Linked DNA regions of Mus musculus: all the other regions are linked to region 1. A link is a contact called in public promoter capture Hi-C data. All regions are on one chromosome and are shown on one strand. The core of a region is the stretch at or near the end of the contact, and the rest is flanking DNA. Distances in the headings are between cores, read along the strand shown. Region 1 holds the start of Fabp1 (fatty acid binding protein 1, liver). Region 2 holds the start of Thnsl2 (threonine synthase-like 2 (bacterial)). Region 3 overlaps Smyd1 (SET and MYND domain containing 1).

Evidence for each region. Promoter capture Hi-C pulls out the DNA fragments that hold promoters and counts their contacts.
Region 2: a promoter capture Hi-C map of liver shows a contact between it and region 1. The contact joins the promoter of Thnsl2 here to the promoter of Fabp1 in region 1. A contact is called at or near these places in 9 of 39 promoter capture datasets (3T3-L1-derived adipocytes, the HPC-7 cell line, embryonic stem cells and 5 more), 1 of 115 datasets of contacts at active chromatin or transcription factors (embryonic stem cells) and 4 of 9 other capture datasets (adipose tissue, embryonic stem cells, liver and 1 more).
Region 3: a promoter capture Hi-C map of liver shows a contact between it and region 1. The contact joins the enhancer-like site here to the promoter of Fabp1 in region 1. A contact is called at or near these places in 6 of 39 promoter capture datasets (the HPC-7 cell line, embryonic stem cells, epiblast stem cells and 2 more), 1 of 15 datasets of contacts at CTCF or cohesin (the NIH/3T3 cell line), 12 of 484 Hi-C or Micro-C datasets (B cells, liver, macrophages and 4 more), 8 of 115 datasets of contacts at active chromatin or transcription factors (embryonic fibroblasts, embryonic stem cells, hepatocytes and 3 more) and 2 of 9 other capture datasets (adipose tissue and liver).

What each region holds. Positions count from the first base shown.
Region 1 is chr6:71,198,413-71,201,428 of GRCm38.p6, reverse strand. It overlaps Fabp1 (fatty acid binding protein 1, liver), which reads right to left and starts at 1,550. Exons shown (of 4, transcript NM_017399.5): 1 at 1,436-1,550. The coding sequence starts at 1,502.
Region 2 is chr6:71,142,851-71,145,866 of GRCm38.p6, reverse strand. Thnsl2 (threonine synthase-like 2 (bacterial)) reads left to right here and starts at 1,487. Exons shown (of 9, transcript NM_001033929.2): 1 at 1,487-1,576.
Region 3 is chr6:71,235,292-71,238,307 of GRCm38.p6, reverse strand. Smyd1 (SET and MYND domain containing 1) reads left to right here. Exons shown (of 10, transcript NM_001160127.1): 4 at 821-951; 5 at 2,927-2,965. Among named protein-coding and RNA genes, the nearest start is that of Smyd1, 25 kb to the left of the region's middle. Within about 2 kb of position 1,572, at least 23 of the 459 cell types and tissues checked have an H3K27ac peak or open chromatin away from gene starts, as enhancers often do. A contact at or near this core is called in embryonic stem cells, hepatocytes, intestinal crypt epithelium and 3 more, where this site is marked.

The DNA.
Region 1 (3,016 bases), core at 301-2,800:
CTTAACTCACTCTATGGTGGAGGATGACCTTGAGTGTCTGATCCTCCTGCTTCCACATCCTTAGTGCTAAAATCGCAGTCATGTGCCATTGTACCTGGCTTATATGGTGCAAGGGATTGAACCCAGGGCTTCATGCATGCTAGGCAAACACTCTACCAACCGAGCCACATTCTCAGCCCAGCGATTCATTTGTTGTAAAGACCCTTCCCTCTGTGGCTCCCTGCTTCTTACTCATCCTCCCCTCCACCCCCCACAGATCCCTCCTTCTTTAGTGGCCTGGCTCTTAGAGTGGGAACACTTCATCCTCCAGAATGTTTAGCTTCCAAATCCAATTACCTTTGAAGTGATATGGGAGCTACAGATAATTAGGCCATGCACAAAGTAGGACCATGCCTGGCAAACTTGCTGTGGCCTCTGGAGTCAAGGCTCTTGGGGGTAATGTACAAAAATCCTTTACCCTAGAATAGGGCTTTTCAGATTTCAGAACAAATCTGTGCTTTTACATGAACAGGAGTTCACAAGAACCGGGGAGTTCACAGTGACAGTGGAGGGTCCCTTGCAAAACTAAGGGATCCTCACATTCATGATCTTTGACTTGTCTGCAAAAGAAGCTCTGAGTCCTAGGATGACCCGAGAGTCCTTTCCCCACTCTTGCTGTTCCTCATCTTTTCCATGTTGGTAACCCCCTTTGTTCCACTTCCCCCTCTGCCCACAGGCCTCTTTCTTCCTGTTATATACTCTTCTCTCCCTGGTTCCAGGCTCAGCTTTCATCATCACAGTCTCCCCCGTACCTGAGTACCCTGGGAGACATAGGGTGTTTAAATAGGGTCTCTGGGACCCAGCACCTGCTTCTAACTCCAACACAAACACTCTCTAAACTGTGAGCCTCATCACAGCTACCTCACCTACCCCAGTCGCCTCAACTGTAAAATGGGAAAACAGCTCAGTTTTATGGTGAGTATTTACTGTGGGCATTGCATGGCAATGCCTGGTATAGAGTCATACATATTAGGAGACACTTCATTCCATTTATCTCCAAATAACTGGTCAAGATTGTAGCTTTGTCTCTGAACATTGGTCAGGATTGTAGCCTATCACACTCTGTCTCTCTGGTATATGTACAAGCATGGGGTTGGCGTATGGTTGGCCTTGAATCAATGTTTGCTAGAAAGTGAGTGAAGGAACAAGGTCTTAGAATAAAGTGCCATGAGACACACACTTCGAACCAGTTCATCTTCCAATGTAGGGTTGTTTCCACTTCCCTGGAGTAGCTTTGTCCAGTGGGGAGCAGTAAAAGTAACAAGAGAGCAGGAGAGTCACTGGAGAACTCCTCAATTCGGTATAGCCTGGACCCCTCCTTCCACCTCAACACCAGACCTGGACTATCTGTTGATAGTAGGGCTAGCCCCTCGTTGCTGTCATAATCACCACTCACCTATTGCCTTCATGAATGGCTCAAAGTTCTCCTGGCTCTGCAATTGGTACTTGCCGGAGAAGTTCATGGTGGCAACGAGGCTTCCTTTCCACAGCTGACCACAACAGCTCTGCCTGCCAGGTCACCCACTGTTGCCTATTTTATAAGGGGATTCTTCCTCCTCAGATATAGGCCATAGGTCAGTGATTGTCGATTTATTTATGGCCAGGCTCAAACATTAACTCCTGAGAGCAATGGTCAACGATAAAAATCAGAGTGGGCAAGGCAGAGGTTTGTTCTAATTCAGCAAACATTAGTGAGTCCAACCAAGGGCAAAGCTCTCTGTAAATGTTGCCTTTATGGTGACTTAACCCTACTCATGAAATAAGTGTGCATGGTTGAAATGTATGTTGACAAATGTATGTATGTGCAACATACATACATTTAGAAATAATTTAGAAACATGTGAATCACATCTCCAGCAATGCACATATGCATATATACCTAAGTGCACATATGTATGTGTTTGTACATGTGTACACTTGTATGTATGCATATATTTATATACATGTCACTACATATCCATATGTACATACATAAACACACATACGTGTGTGTGTGTGTGTGTGTGTGTGTGTGTGTGTGTGCGCGCGCATTACATGGGGAGAAATACCTTTGAACTCAAAACCTTTTTCATATAACCTTATGTTTATTTCTCATTTTTTATTATTATACAAACATAATTTTACATACATTTTATCAGTCCTTAAAGCTGTTTTGTATTTTGAGAATTCTTCTTCAATGATTCCAAGCAAGCCTCAATCCAGGCAAGTCTCAGTCCAGGCAAGCCTTAGTCCAGACAAGCCTCCCCTTTGAAGGCATCTACTGTCAGCAGGTGTAAGCTCTTTAACTAAAGCAGCAGTCTGAAAACTTAGATTATTTTATCTGCTAGAGACAAGTCCAGCCAAGAAAGATGGCATTACCTGCTGACTTTGTCCCATCCCTGCCTCACAACTAAGAACAGGGCACTAAGATGGTACACGGGCATTCAGCCTGACTAGAAGTGGCCTTGGGGAAGAGGCCTAAGGATGCTTCCAAAGATCTCTGATGTTCTTGTTTGTCATGGGGGAATTGTCACCCAGAGCATCTTCATCTCCCCATTCCAGCATCCTAGGCAGTTCTCAGCAAGTGCCACTTCACAGCCTATTTCTCTTCTGTTTAGACTTTAGCATCAGCCTCATTACTCACAGCCATCGGCCCTCCATCCTCTAGTCTTTTCTGCCCCGAGGCTACATAGACTTATAAATCTGAGGCTGGGGTATGCCATGCCTCAGTTTTGAACCCATGGTCCCTATTGCTCTAGCAGTGACAGGCCCCGGATAGCGTGGAAGGTCTGTGTCTACTGTCCTGACTGTGATGACTGCTCAAAATAGAGCTTGCACTTTGCTTTCATTTTTGTCTTGCAAAATGACTGCCATTGTCTAAGCTTCTAGTGAGGCTGTTAGGCTTGCCAAACCCAGCCTCATCACCCACCTTTCCCTAGAGGTCACAGGCATAGGCCAGCTGAAGGTGTCGGGGTATTTCTTCCTCTATGTTTGAATT
Region 2 (3,016 bases), core at 238-2,737, 55 kb after region 1:
TCCTTGGTGAGAAGTCAAAGTACACTTCACAGAAGAACTTTGGGCTCCCTCTGGGCCCCAGGGTGGTGCTGTCCTGTAGGCCTGCCTGAGCCAGGCAGGGAGGCTGTCCTTGGATGCGATTTCTTTGGGAACACTGTAACAAACACTGCTGACTTTTGTGAGTCCCAGTTTTCCTGGCTTCTGAATGGTTAAATGCACCTCATGGAAAGTACAGAAACACGTTGGAGAAGGTCCATGGCTGACCTGTATCCCTCAATAGGTTGGTGCCTCTGACCTCTGTCAACTCTATGGCAAGTCCCTGGCCCATTTTGTACTCAGAAGGCCTATCCCATATCCTGAGCAGGGACAGTCTCTCAGTGCCTTCTACCAGGAGACTGAGCTGGCTACTCAGGGGCAGCTTCACACACTGTTGCCTAGTGGATGGCCTGTGTAGGGGAGGACTAGACGGCAGGCAACTTGAATAAGCACAGGCCTCAGGAGGAGGAAGGAGACAGGCAAAGACCAGGCCAAGGCCAGGGCTAAGAATAAATCTTAGACTGTACTTGTCTGGTCCATCTTCAAACCTATGTTTATCTTGGAGCGTGAATGTAAATCCTGGGACATTTGATCATGTTTGGAGAAAAAAATACCCCAAATTCTTGCTTTTTTCCCTCCCTGAAAAATAAATTAGGGCCTGAGACTGCAGCTCCACTGGTAAGGTGCTTGCCGAGCCCACACAAAGTTCTGCTTCGATTCCCAGCATAAGCCGTTGGTAACACAAGTCTGTAATGTCAGCACTCAGGAGATGGAGATGGAAGATCGGGACTTCAAGATCATCCTTTACTGTATAACCAGCTTCCATGAAGAAGGGGGGAGAACATAGAGAAAAGGAAGGGGAGGGGGAAACTGAGTCAGACTTACGCTTCTATAGATAGTATTGTTCTATTAAGAATTTTTTAGCTAAATGATGCACCCATCTGGTGGATTTTAGCACAGGCTCTTGGATTTATGTAAACCAGAATCCTGAAAGCCAAAGGATGGAATGGTGGAAGGCTAAGTCCTTCTTCCCACATTGCCCTCTGATTTCTCATCTAAAAACAAAACAAAGCTTTTAATCCCAGCACTCGGTGGAGGAGTTAGGAAAGGGATGTGCAAAGACAGGCAGATCTCTTTGTGAGTTCAAGGCCAGCCTGCTCTACATACAATCTCCTGAGTGGCCAGAGCTACATAGAGACAGGTCTCTCAATAAGTAAACAAACAAATAAAAACAGAACAAAATGTCACCGTCTTTTATTCTATCGAGTCTCAGCGAAGATCATGAGTCTAAAAGAGAATCCAGAGTCTGAAAGGCACTCATTGAACACAAAGGCTAGTGTTCCGGTGTCTGCCTTGTCCCCCACCCGACCCCCCTACTCCTGTCTTCCAAGCTCTGTCTTCTACCCCTCCCCGAAGTCCCTTCTCCACTCCCCCTCCTCCGCCCTCTGTAGGAGCTCCTCCCCAGCTTTGGCTTTAAACTCAGAACCTCCGGCTCAGGGAAGTCAGAGCTGTGCGCGTCGCCCACTGGACTCGGGTCTCCAGGCAGCTCCGCGCCCCTACGGTAACCTCGCCCAGTTCTCTGCTGCGTGCCCCCCACCCCGCGCTCTCCACGGTGACACGTCAGATTTCTGGCTGCTGTCCTGGTCCCGTAGCTCAGCTTGGCTTCCGGGCCACCGTTTTAAAGCCAGCTGGGGCCTTAGGATGGCAGCAGCCCCAATAGCCCTAGCAGCCCGCGCGGGTGGAGGATTTCTCATGTTTTTCTCCTGCAGCCAGGGTTCGGCAGTGTGGGAGTAACCCGGAAACTCAGGACAGTGCGCTGTGTTCAGAGGGTAGGGATGGGGTCTTAGGGTTCGGCGAGCTCGCCAGCGGGTGTACACCGCCCGCCCTCCCAGGCCTTGCTTTAAACTCCAATCCAGGAGTAGTGATCTACCACTAGGGGCGAGACTCCATGCCTCCCCACCTCCGCTACCGCCGCGCCGAATCCCGCCCCAAAGGCGGGATTACTGTTATTATTTATCGTGGTTATTGCCCTGTCTCCGCTCTGGAATAAAATCCAGAAACGTTCCAAAAAGTAATTATCACAGTAAAGTACAGCGGAGATCTGAGTCCAGAGCCCTGACACAACAGTCTTAAAAAAAAAAAAAAAAAAAAAGTCGTTAGCTGTTTCTTGTAGCTTTTTCTGCGCTGTCCCTTGAAGTGATCTTTCAGAACCGACCGACAGCCCTTAATCCTGTGAGAAGCTTGGGACTGTTTGCTAATCAAGCCATCTTCTTATTCTGGCACATGCTTAGCTCAAGCCGGGCTTTCTTCACCTCTGTGCCTTGTTCATGTCTTTCTTGGGTTGCAGAATCCCCACCTCAGTGCCCGGGTATCATGTGGTCCATTCTACCGAGGACCAAGGACAGGGCTTTGGAAAAATGTTCCTCATAGCTCCACCTGCTTCTGCCCTGTCCCAGCACCCCCAGCCCTTTGATCAGTAGAACTCCCTGGCTGCATTTCCTTTAGTCAGGTCCAGAATCCTTATGCAGCAAGGATTTCAGGGCAGTTTGCTCTAACGTTGTTCACAGCATTCCAGAACTCCCTGCAGTTACTGAAGGCACTGCTAAGCCTTTGACCTCCTGGCCCTGCTTCTGCCTTCTGAGCAGCTGTGCCTATGTCCCATGTCATGGACTCCTATGTGGGCTGATTCCTGTGTCCCAGATTCCTAACGTCATTTCTGTTTATACCCATTGCCCAGCATTACATTATCCACCCTGGTTCTATTTGATAATATTCTTGGTTTCAGGCATGTCTAATGCATGTGACTGAGAATAGCTATGAATAGGGAGGCCCAAAACAAAATTCTAAGCTTACTTAAAACATTATGTGATTTCATGTATCTCTTGCTCTTATAACTTGATGGCACCATTCTGAGGCCTGAACTTTGTAGATAGCAAAGTTATGTTGCAATGTCAAAAGGTGGGACCTGCCTGGTTGATAATTTAGCACAGCCTTGCTTCTA
Region 3 (3,016 bases), core at 323-2,822, 37 kb before region 1:
TCAGAGTCAGGTTCCTAAATGAGCCCAGTAAAATAAACCAGAACCTTCCAATAAGATTTCTCATAATAGAGAGGCCATGGTGACTCTGGGTATTGTCCAGCTAGGAAGCTTCCAGAAGCAGTTGGAACAGACTCAGGAGAGAAGGCTTAAAGTCTGGAAAGGACAGAAACTTAAAATGATGCTGGTTTATCCTACCATATTTTCTCTCTTCATTTTTCTACTTACTTGGCTTTGAATTCCCAAATCTACTATATCTACTTCCCAAGTACTGGGACGCAAGTGAGTGCCACCTCTCCTAGATCAAGAGTATTTGCTCTTATTTGATTTACACACACACACACACACACACACACACACACACACACACACCACACCAGAATATGGAAAGATAAACCAAGATGGATACTTAAAACAACCGCTGAGACACAGATGGCATTAGCAGCCAGCATTCCTGTCTTTGGTCCTTATTAGGCTGGAACTACTGAGAGCTTCAAAGTGGTTTTGTTAAACATGGGACTCCTTCCATGGCACACATCTCGTGTGAAATGTGTGAAAAACAAGTCTTCAGGATGAAAATCTCCCTTTTAAAAGATTGATCATTTTTGCTATTTGTAATTACACATGCATATACTATATTCGGATAATCTCTCCACCCCTATTGTCCCCTCCTATCTTTGTTAACACCCTGCCCCACCTCCCTACCTGTCCCTTTCCCAGACTCATGAGGCCCTCTAGTTTTCAAACTTCTTCAACATCTAGGGTGATAATCTGTACCGATCTGTGCCTGTTGACTGAATCTTTTCTCTTGTCCTCTGGGTAGATCAACTGCAACGGTTTCACTCTCAGTGACCAGAGAGGGCTACAGGCAGTAGGTGTGGGCATCTTCCCCAACCTGGGCCTGGTGAACCATGATTGCTGGCCAAACTGCACTGTCATATTCAACAATGGCAAGTGAGTGCAACGGGGATTGGGCAATCTTCTACTTGATTTCAACCAAAGTCAAACTTGTAAACGTGGACTGCCATGCACTGCCAATGTTCGGCAACTCAGAGTCTCACTCCAGACCGAGGAGAGGCAGGAACTGAGGTGGATGCAGAAGAATTTTACCTTGTCCGTTTCTGAATCTCTAGGTCTGCCTCCGTGTATTGGATAAATCATTAACTACTGCTCTAAAACTTGACCTCTGGGATTATTTGCCTAGAGCCAAAAAAAAGTGCTCTGGCAGTAGCCTGTGCTAGCTAAGGGTCTATAAGAAAGTAGAAAGCACATTCAAAGGAGTAGAGTCAGACAGAATTTAGTAAAAAGACAATTTACAGGCATGTGGGCAGGGTTTGGGAAGGACCAGGCACAAAAGGAATAGGATCGATAAACAGCCTGGGGCCTGATGGTGCAGCTCAGGCTGGGGAGGTCTGGGGGGGGGGGGGGATGAAGCCTGAACAATGTGCTCGGAAAGATGGCTCCTTCCACTGAGCTGTGCCATACAACTGCTCCTGCAAAGAAGTTAGGCACTGCTGGAAATACGGGCTAACAACTTCAACCCCGTTCTCTTCCACTTGGCCAACCTCACCCAGAGGCCAAAGAGCAAAGGAACCCAGGTGACGCAGTCCTCAGGGTTCAGCCCTTTGCCCCCAGAAAGGCACAGATCAAAGACACGTGGGCAGACACTTGGATCTTGGGAGTGGGGCACATGACAGATGAAAGCCAACTTCGAGCCACCCACCAGCAGCTTTCTCCTAAACCTTCCTTGAAGCCAGAGACAGTGGTTTCTGGGTCTCAGCTGAGAACCAGGTTGAAGTGGCCACATAGCCAAGGCTATGAGTTCTTATTTCCTTTCTGTTCCTGACCCCAGTATCTAAAGCAGTTGAGAGAGATGACAAAGATTGGGAAAGCTTATTTTGGACTCTGAGAATAATATTTTCTAGCACATTGTACTCCAGGGTCTAAGCCTCTAGGGACAATTGGCCTAGACCTCATGGAATCTTTTTAGAGGATCTGTTACCCAGGTTTAGCCTGGTTGACTGAGTTAATCACACTTAGCTATGCACAATTCCCAGATGGCCCTTCTGTAAGTGCTGGTGACCCCAGGCCCCTATTCTGACTGTGTAATAATTAATGAACCTAGGGCCCGTGCTTCAGGGCATCTCTGGTGTCTGCTGTAGCTTCTTTGTATCTACTAACTGTGAGTGGTCATGTGTTCCCTGGATCTGTTTGCTTTTGTGCAAGGGAGAAGGTCATTACAGTCACTGCCTATCTGCCTGCGACACTGGAAATCAGCCTGGACATGGTATCAGTGGCCCCATTTTTTTTTTTTTTTTTTTTTTTTTTTTTTTTTTTTTTTTTTTTTTTCGAGACAGGGTTTCTCTTTTAGCTCTGGCTGTCCTAGAACTCACTCTGTAGACCAGGCTGGCCTCAAACTCAGAAATCTGCCTGCCTCTGCCTCCCAAGTGCTGGGATTAAAGGTGTGTGCTACCACTGCCCGGCTCAGTGGCCCCATTTTAACCACAATAAGTACTCTCTACATATGCAATTCAGAACTCTCCCCCAAAGAGAGTCACCAAAAAGGCCGTGCTTATTGATGCACCATGCTAGTCACTGGGACAGGAAAATCATCTCTACATTTTTCTCAGCACTCTCTTCTCAGTTACGTTGTCTTACAACAATCTCACTGTTGTACTCTAAGTGGACACTGAGGACCTGGGAAAGGAGGTCAGTTGTTCAGCAGTGAATCCCTCTGTGACTCCATTTTGTAACCCTGTTCCCAGTGCGCTCTCACTGTTCCGGGCAGCACCCTGGCAGGGGAGCCCAGCTAGCAGGGGTGAGGTTGGTCGTGACTGTCAATGCCCTGATTGCGTGAGCCCACAATGCTGTGCTCTCTTGGGGCTGCAGTGGTATTGACTTCCTCGTGGGTGTCTGTTTTGTCTTTCAGTCATGAGGCAGTGAAATCCATGTTTCACACGCAGATGAGGTGGGTCAGTCTTCTCACATGTCCGTGTTTGTCTGACCCATCTCCCTCACG